Regions from separate parts of the Zea mays genome. Here region 1 is linked to region 2. Evidence: chromatin contacts called from public Hi-C data. All regions are on one chromosome and are shown on one strand. Each heading gives the region's core, a stretch centred on a gene start, on an enhancer-like site or on the middle of the called end of the contact. The rest is flanking DNA. Distances are from core to core; before and after follow the strand shown. Region 1 holds the start of LOC100191349. Region 2 holds the start of LOC100272413.

Region 1 (4,532 bases), core at 84-2,583, 240 kb after region 2:
CTTCCGGAACGTCGTGTCGGCGATGGCGACCAGGAGCGGGGTCAGGGATCTGAAGACTATGAAGGTGTCGACGTTGGCGTGGCAGAGGAGGTTCGTGTTGGTGAATATGGCTAGGTAGAAGACGAGAGCCGCCGGCGCGAACTTCTTTGCGGTCTCCAGGTTGAAGGGGTCATGTGTGAGGAAGCCTAGCTTTCCGAGGATCCAGACACCAGCAGCGGATGTCGAGTACTGTAGAGCGGTCAGGAGGCCTGGGAAACCGAACTTTGTCACGGCGTACTTGTTGATGATCGAGAGCAGGCTCGAGCACAGCGCGTACCCAACCACAAGGCTGCTCGTAGTGTAGTACTCCTTCGCCATCACAGCAGAATGTTCACCTGCAATAGGTTTCGGTGTCAGCAAAGCATTCAGACCGATTCGTTCAATGTCCGTCCAGCTACTCAGCAGTCTGCTTTGCTTCTGAAATAAAATAACCAAACATTTTTGTTGAATTGCTAACTGGTTCTACAAAGATTTCAAGGTACCAACATCAACAACGCGGAGAAGTTGGAATGGTCAACAGGATGCAAGATTTCAGGCCAATTCTCTGAAATTTCAGACAATTTACTGACATCATTATGTGCCCGGGAGTATTGCCATATCAGTAGAATTATGTGCGTACGAACGTGAATATACTATCACCGACAAATCTTGCAATGTAGAAACGGCACCCAAGTAGCTGAAACTCCAAATAGAAGATGAAGTATTATATCGTTTCGATCACCAGGCCTTAAAAAAAATCCAAATGTAATGAAACAATTCGCGGCTTCACTGCACATCACAAGGCTCAACGGCAAGGAAAACAACCCAAGTAATCAGATGACAGGTTTGAACGGCAGCTCCACTCCACACCGGATAAAGATTTCAACAAGCGGACGGAGGGCGCTATTGTTTGGGGGAAATATTGGCGCTCCAAGCACGCGGCCAGTCAGCTACCAACTGTATCAGGATAGATTTGGGCCCAAATCGAAACCTGCCTGATTTTTTGCAGGTTTCTTTGATGCGTGTTGCCAAGGACAAAAAGGAAACGAAGGAAGAACTGATTAGGCAGCGCCTGCCTCCAGATCCTGGACCGAGCGCGCCCGTCCCGAGAGAAGAGACGATCTGGCGAACGGTGCGGGGAGAAGGAACGGGAGAGGGAGTGAGAGACGCGTACTGACTGAGGCAGGCGCAGCCGCATTCCGTCCGCCGCCGCGTTTGGGGCTCCTCCGGGCTTGTGCAAGCCAAGTGCAATGCGTGGCTCTTTCTCTTTCTCTGTGTGTGGTGTGGGACGGGGACGGGAGCTGATTGGTTTATACGTGAACACCACTTGAGGAGAAGGAAGAAACTTCAAATCCAATTAAAATAGTTGAACGCGAGGTGTCCGTAAGACTACAACACGTCAGAGGAACCTCCATCCAAAAAAAAATCCATCTCGTAAGAAAATCTCAGGTTTCACTAAATTTATATGTAATTGTATCAATATTAATATATGTAGGTATATTTGTTATGAAAATATATAATATAATTAATTTAATAATATCTATTTGGTATGATAAAGATTAATAGGTTTTACATATATATTTAGTCAAATCTAGAAGTATTTGATTTATTAAAGTACAAAAATGCGTATTTATTTCATCAACTACATGAAAGCGACAATCGACCTATCCATTGATACCTGTTTCTTGATACCTTCCCCTCGCTGAATGTTTTAACCATCATAGTATCTTGTAGCCGTAATTCTAGTTTCTTTTCTTATAGTCGTAATTTTTTAGAGGTTATCTTCAGCAGATTACCCATGTTATCTCATATTTTATTCTTTATTTTAAACTTTATTCCATAAACAACACAATTTACAGTGTAAAACATTATTTTGCACGATCATATACACAATCTGCTAGACACAACCTAAAGCTGGTTTAATAGCGCACAAAATCAATCGCTGACATAGGTGGGGTGGTTGTCTTAGCTTCAATGTTTAATATGATTGTAGGTATACATGTCCAAAACGGGCCGGCCCGTGGTGTAGCCCGGCGCCCGGCATGCCCAAGCACGGGAAAGGCCCGGCCCAGCACGACGGCCGGCGTGCCCGTGCCAGCCCGGCCCGGTGCACGTGCCGTGCTTGGGCTGCCAAGTGGGCCCGTGGTGCAGGCACGAGCATGGCCCACGTAACACGCGACACGACGCCGACCCGTTAACCACATCCGCAAATAAACGCGTATAGGGCACGGCTCGTACCGTCGCGTCGACGTCGCGTAACCCTAGCATCCACTATTCCTCTCTCGGCCTCTCCGTCTCCTGTGGGCGCGTGGCGGCGACAGGCGACTCGGCTTCGGTGTCCTCGCCTCCGGTGTCGACGGAGCGGTGAACTCTGGTGTCCTCGCCTCCTGCTCCTCTCCTCTCTTGCTTCATCCTCTCTGTGAACTCTCTACATCTCTCCATCGACCCTCGCTAACCCTAACCCTAAAACTCGATCTTCGCCAAGCTCGCTCCTCTGCCTCTACCGTCAGCCATCCGGTTCGTGGATCCGGTGCTCCGGTGTTGCAGGTAAGGTTTTCTTGGTCTTGCTCTCGTCTCTCTCTTAATCCTAGTCCTAGTCTTCTTGTTCTTGATCTTGTTGCTTCGATTCGTCGAGGTGTGCACCGTGTGTGTGCGCCGCGCGCCGTGAGGAGCCGGAGAAGCCGACCGAGGCAGTGGCCATGTCCACAGTCTCGGCTGACGACGAGCTCAGTCTTGATGCGGTGATCGAGGAGCGGAGGCTTGAAGCGCAGAACGAGGCAGACGATGCCCGGTGCCTCCTCCTTAGTACCACCTCCGCTGGTGCCATCGATCTGGACGGCGCCGGTGCACAAACGAGGACGGGCTCCACAAGCCCGACGGCCGACGCGAGCACCTCTGTCCCTATGCCTGGTAAACGTTCTAGAAGGAGAGGTCCGACCTCTAAGGTATGGCTGCACTTTGAGGAGGTAACTGCGATTCAAAATGGTAAGGAGGTAAGAGTATCTGCCATTTGTCTTCACTGCAAGAATAGCATGTCTGCTAAATCTTCATCTGGAACTGGCCATTTGATCCGACACCTGGATGTTTGCCCTGCTAAGAAAGAAAAAGACAGATCTGGAAAAACACAGTCTTTGCTTAAATATAATGCAGATGGACCTGTTAATCACTGGGAGTATTCCCCTTCTGTTGCTAGAACTGAGCTTTGTCGTTTAATAGCTAGGCTAGACCTGCCACTTTGTTTTGGTGAATCTAGTGCTTTTCAGGAGTATATAACCCATGCCCACAATCCAAGGTTTATTAAATCTTCTAGGCAAACTACTGCTAGAGACTTGATCCGACTGTTTAATGAGCGTGTTGAACAACTGATTGAAGTACTTAAACATGTTTCATCTGTTGCTTTGACATCTGATATATGGTCTGGTAAAGCTAAAGAGGACTATATAAGTGTTGTTGCTCATTTTGTGAACTCTGATTGGTGTTTAGAAAAGAGATTACTTGGTCTTAGACCTGTAGAGGTAGCTCATACAGGTCTTAACATTGCTGAACGTGTTGAAATGGTTGCAAATGACTTTAGCATTACTGATAAGATTTTTGCCATTGTGCTTGATAATGCCTCATCTAACAAAACTGCTATTGATGTTCTGAAACCTGTCTTTGCTGGTTATATTGGGCATTTGATACCTGCACCTACTAGGAATGAGAGTGATTTGAGTAATATATTTTTGCATCAGCGTTGTGCTTGCCATATTATTAATCTGGTTGTTAAAAGTTGTTTGAAACGTTTACAACCATATCTTGAAGACTTTAGGACTGCTATAACATTTTTAAACTCTTCAAATCAAAGAATTGCTTCTTATAAACAATATTGCATGAGTGTTGGTGTTAGACCACGTAAATTTGGAGTAGATATGGATGTTAGATGGAATTCAACATTCCTGATGCTTAAACATTTAGTTCCTTATCATAGCACTTTCTATGTGTGGATTAGAACTAATTATCCTGGCAAAGATGATGGGTCTTGTTTGTTGAGTGATAATCATTGGGTTGTTGCAGAAAAATTATTGTCTTTCTTTTAGTTATTCTATGACTCAACTGTTGCACTATCTGGAATATATTACCCTACATCACCCTTAATGTTGCACCATATTTTGAAAATTGCTAGACATCTAAATGCATATGAGAACCATGAACTTTTAAGAACTGCTGTTGTGCCTATGAAAACAAAATTTCTGAAATATTGGAGGGACATACCCATTCTTTATGCATTTGCTTTCATTCTTGATCCTAGAGCAAAGATGAGGGGCTTCCATAAAGTTCTTCAAAGATTATCTACTCTTAATGGGACTGATTATAGTAGATATCCTTCATGTATTAGAACCAAATTAACTAAGACGTATCAAATTTATGAGGCCAAATTTGGAGGTATTTGCTTAAATCCTCAACCACAGTCAGGTAGTGGTTCTAGTAAGGCCACAGAGGCATGGGATGATATATATGGTGATGATGAAAGTTAT
Region 2 (4,512 bases), core at 814-3,313:
TCCACGAGCACTCTAGTCTGCGGTTCATGCCCTGTCTGCTCACATGGGGGAGACGAAGATACGCAAGAAACCGAGGATGAACTTGATAGAGCTGCACGTTCTGATACAGACCGTTGGTTCTTGATGGCTAGCAACTCTTCACGGATCTGTTTTGCATACGCCTGATATGCCGCAGCAGCAGCCTCCTCAGAGTCATACGAGCCAATCCACTTCCTGGTTTTTCTCACAGGATCACGAATCTCGGCTGCCCATCGACCCCAGCGTCGCCTGCGCACGCCACGGAACCTGCTTGATTTACCCTTCTTCTCTGAAACCTCCAGGTCCTTTGCTCCACACGGCACAAGGGTCTTCAGACTATTAGATGTCTTCGAGTTTGTCACTGGGACTAGTATCTCCATAACCATTTTCTTCACTGCGATGATCTGGCCATCTTCATCATCAGATGAGTCAGTAGCATCAGGATCAGAACAGAAAATGCGGACCTTCTGCACCGAGGGCCGCATCTTGACACACCGCTTCCAGATTGACCACAAATGAGACCTGCAGACAGGTTAGGTTAGTTTGAAATATAAAAATGTAAGGTTACAGTTTCACGTATGTTGAATAGGATACATGTTTACATACGGAGGAAACTTTTTGGATAAAGTTGGGGCAGTCTCTTGAACTGCGCAAGAACTGCAGCACAGATGGAATCTGGCAAATCAGAATAGGGGTTCTCTCTAACTTCTGATGGAAACCGGAAAAGCGAAGATCTTCAGACTCAACTCGGAAATCCTGCTGGCTGTTTGAACTTGGAGGAAACGTAATGAAATCCACCCAAACCAGACCTGATAGAATATACAAACCAGACAAGATTGTAAGATGATGCACCTGCTTCAATCAAGTTTTGAAAAAGGGAAATCTTTGTGACAGTAAAAACAGCAGATACAATTGATAAATAATTCAAGAAATATGTCCTTGTAGTTAAACACTTACCCAAGACTGACTGTGATTTGGGGGGGATTCTTGAACTCTTTTACTATCTCAGGTGCGGCAAAGTAGGAAGCGAGGGCCTAAATGTAGAAACCCAGAGTACTTCACCCCAAATCCAAATCTGAAACCATTGTGCATTACTAGAGGAAACTTTCCAAATTCAAATAAACGGAACAATATTTACTTATGTAAACCTCCATCTTTGCATGCCAAACCAAAAGGTGGCATTTTGATGGTCATATCATATCATAGGAAACGGGAGATTCAGTTATGAAAACGTTTCGACGCATTGTGAGCTGGTTATTGCCAAATGTGGGAATTAACGTGAATAGTAGAGAACGCAATTACTGTACATGGTAAGAAATTGATCAGTTGAGTCATGGCAACTTCCATATTAGTATTATATTTACAGCTGTAAGATGACCAAACATTTTTAAGGAGCGCGGATAAGAAAAATCATGCTGACAACATTGAACAAATTAGCAAGGGGCTGCGCTGCCATACATTACTATTAAGGGTTTGAGTGGCATGTATACAATTAACCCTATTATTAATGTCGGACAGAGAGACAACAGATACCATAGCCACTCTCTAATCTCTATGTATATAAACTGGTGACTGGATGGAAGAGAGTAGCAGAGCAGATTGAATCCTTGGTGTGAAACAACCAGCCAATCGAACAGCGAGTTATATTACCCTGAGATCCTGAAGCGAAACCCGCAGTCTCTGGCGCCCCCCTGCCCAGGCTGGAGAAAGGAGCAAGAAGAGGATGCTGACGACGTGAGCTCAGAACCATGGAGCGGCAGCAGAGCAGGCGACATAAATCAACAGCTAGCGCGCTGCGGATCAATCAAATAGAGAGAAGAATCAGAAATAGGCCCGATGTGAACCAGACCATAGGAGAAACAAAGCTGCTATCTTTTTTTTTCTATTCCCACGAGAAATTGATTGGTTTCATAGATGTAAAAAAAACAGAGAAGTATTACGTTGTCACCGACGTATAATGCCCAGAGAAAATTAAATACCATGAAAAGAAATAACCCGAAAAACACTAGATCGCAGAATCAAAGGAAAATCGAAACGCAATTCTCGCCCGAACAAGAAGAAGCAACTGACCGGGTAGAGAAGAGAGCACAGCACTTACGATAGTTCTGGTGCCACGTCGATCTACGGAGCCCACAACACCGAAGCAGTGAATACTAGGGGGTACGTCGATGGAATGGGAACCACCCGGAATCCGAGGAGAGGCGGATCGGGAGGGTCCAGGCAGGGGACGGGGGAGAGGCGAGATGAGCCCCGAAAGGAGAGGGCGAGGGGGTTTAATGGGTCTTGCTTGGGGCGGAAGAGCAGGGGAGGAGTGGTCGGGTCGGTTCGGTCGGGTCAGGTCAGGTGGGGAGACGACGATGAGGAGGAGCGGTGCAGGGAGACGAAACGTGTGAGGCGATGGCGCAGGCACAGTAAATTATATAACAACAAATAATAGTAATAATAATGGTAATGCCGCCTGGGCCTGGGCGTACCGCAAAATCCCACGGGTACGCCGTCCTGTGTACCCGGATTTACCATTAATGTCTATATTTATTTATATCAGCTGATACCAGGTACTAGACTACCTGGAACCAATTGTAGCATTGCTGGATTTCCAAAATTCTACGATAATGATGTTCTGATTCTTCTTCTGTATTTTAAAATACGTTAACTGCCGTAATTTTTTAATAAAAAAACAAAGTGTTTTTTTTCAAAAACTAATACACTTTTCACGAAAAGGCTTGCTATTATTGTTCTTTTTTATCAAACTAAAATAAAACAATAAACATCCGTAACGATATGTATCGTATCGATACCAAGTTCTCTTCACTTGACACAAATCATTGTGTAATCAAGTTTTTTTATGATCGGCATGCAATCAAACTATCGAAAATCAGGGAAAAAAAGTCTTAAAGCATTTATAGATGTATTTTGTTATTCACTCTATCAACATATCAAATGTTAAACTCTATTTCACCTTATGTTACAAGACCAAAAAACTATTTAATATTACGAATTAAAAATAGTTGAATTTTCTCTTTTTTACATATCTTAAATTTAGAGAGGTTAAATTTTAATACATTAGTAAGATAAATAATAAAGTGGATCAATGACTTTTTATTGTTTTTGGTAGTTTAATTGTATAACGATTACCCAACAAGTTTTATTACGCAAAAATTTTTCCCTAGTCGCTTTAGTGTTCATCTCTATAGATATTCCATGTCTGTTTGAAAGGCGTCGAGAAGCAGCCGCACAAAGGTGAGGTGAGCCGCACTTTCCTCAATAGGGGTTTTGTTTCGGTGCGCCCTCCGCTCCACGCATGCATCCATGTTCACACGCTGGCTCGCCAAAAAGTTCGGTATGCGTTTTTGAGCCTCTTGGACTGGTCTTTGCGACTGCGTATCCACTGTCATCATGCAACATGACACGATAGGCCTCAGACTGTCATGCAACCAGCTGGAGTTACCTTCCAAACATGGCATGCTCCGAACATTTGTTGTCTTTTATATGAAAAAACTCTTCCAAATCTCAAAAGTGAATCTGGGTAGCATTTTATAAACAAAAGGAAGAGTCTAAATTACTCTCCTCATCTATAAACAATGTACATACAACTCCTTAAGTTTTTTTTTTATTTCATGTTTGAGTTGGTTCAATCTGTACCTTAACAAAAAAAAAAATTTTATATACAAACTGAGTTTTCGGTTGAATTTTTGGTTAGCAGCTTGTCGGGGACCATAATTAGGGGTACCCCCAAGACTCCTAATCTCAGCTGGTAACCCCATCAGCACAAAGCTGCAAAGGCCCGATAAGCGCGATTAAGGTCAAGGCTCAGTCCACTCAAGGGATACGATCTCGCCTCGCCCGAGCCCAGCCTCGGGCAAAGGCAGCCGACCCCGGAGGATTCACGTCTCGCCCGAGGCCCCCCTCGAGCAACGGACACACCTTCGGCTCCCCCAAGGTCCAGTCTTCGCAGAGAAGCAACCTTGGCCAGATCGCCACGCCAATCGACCATATCGCAGGAGCATTTAATGCAAGGATGGCCTGACACCTTATCCTGACGCGCGCTCCTCAGTCGACAGAGCCGAAGTGACCGCAGTCACTTCGCCGCTCCACTGACCGACCTGACAAGAAAACAGCGCCGCCTGCGTCACTCCGACTGTTGTGCCACTCGATAGAGTGAGGCTGACAGCAGCCAAGTCCGGCCTCGGGCGCCATAGGAAGCTCCGCCTCGCCCGACCCCAGGGCTCGGCCCCCCGTCTCGGCCTCGGAAGATGGACTTCGCCTCGCCCGACCCTAGGGCTCGGACTCAGCCTTGGCTCCGGAAGACGACGAACTCCGCCTTGCCCGACCCTAGGGCTTGGACTCAGCCTTGGCTCCGGAAGACGACGAACTCCGCCTCACCCGACCCCAGGGCTCGGACTCAGCCTCTGCTCTGGAAGACGAAGAACTCCGCCTCGCCCGACCCCAGGGCTCGGACTCAGCCTCGGCTTCGGAAGACGACGAACTCCGCCT

What was found. Hi-C and Micro-C count contacts between places; a contact is called where the count stands out from the background.
Region 1: a Hi-C map of root tip shows a contact between it and region 2, with 5 times the contacts expected there. The contact joins the promoter of LOC100191349 here to the promoter of LOC100272413 in region 2. A contact is called at or near these places in 5 of 25 Hi-C or Micro-C datasets (ear, leaf, root tip and 1 more).

Annotation. Positions count from the first base shown.
Region 1 is chr7:90,142,927-90,147,458 of Zm-B73-REFERENCE-NAM-5.0, forward strand. LOC100191349 reads right to left here and starts at 1,334. Exons shown (of 2, transcript NM_001136783.2): 1 at 1,193-1,334; 2 at 1-374. The coding sequence starts at 357.
Region 2 is chr7:89,898,857-89,903,368 of Zm-B73-REFERENCE-NAM-5.0, forward strand. It overlaps LOC100272413, which reads right to left and starts at 2,064. Exons shown (of 4, transcript NM_001146891.1): 1 at 1,669-2,064; 2 at 976-1,093; 3 at 625-827; 4 at 1-540. The coding sequence starts at 503.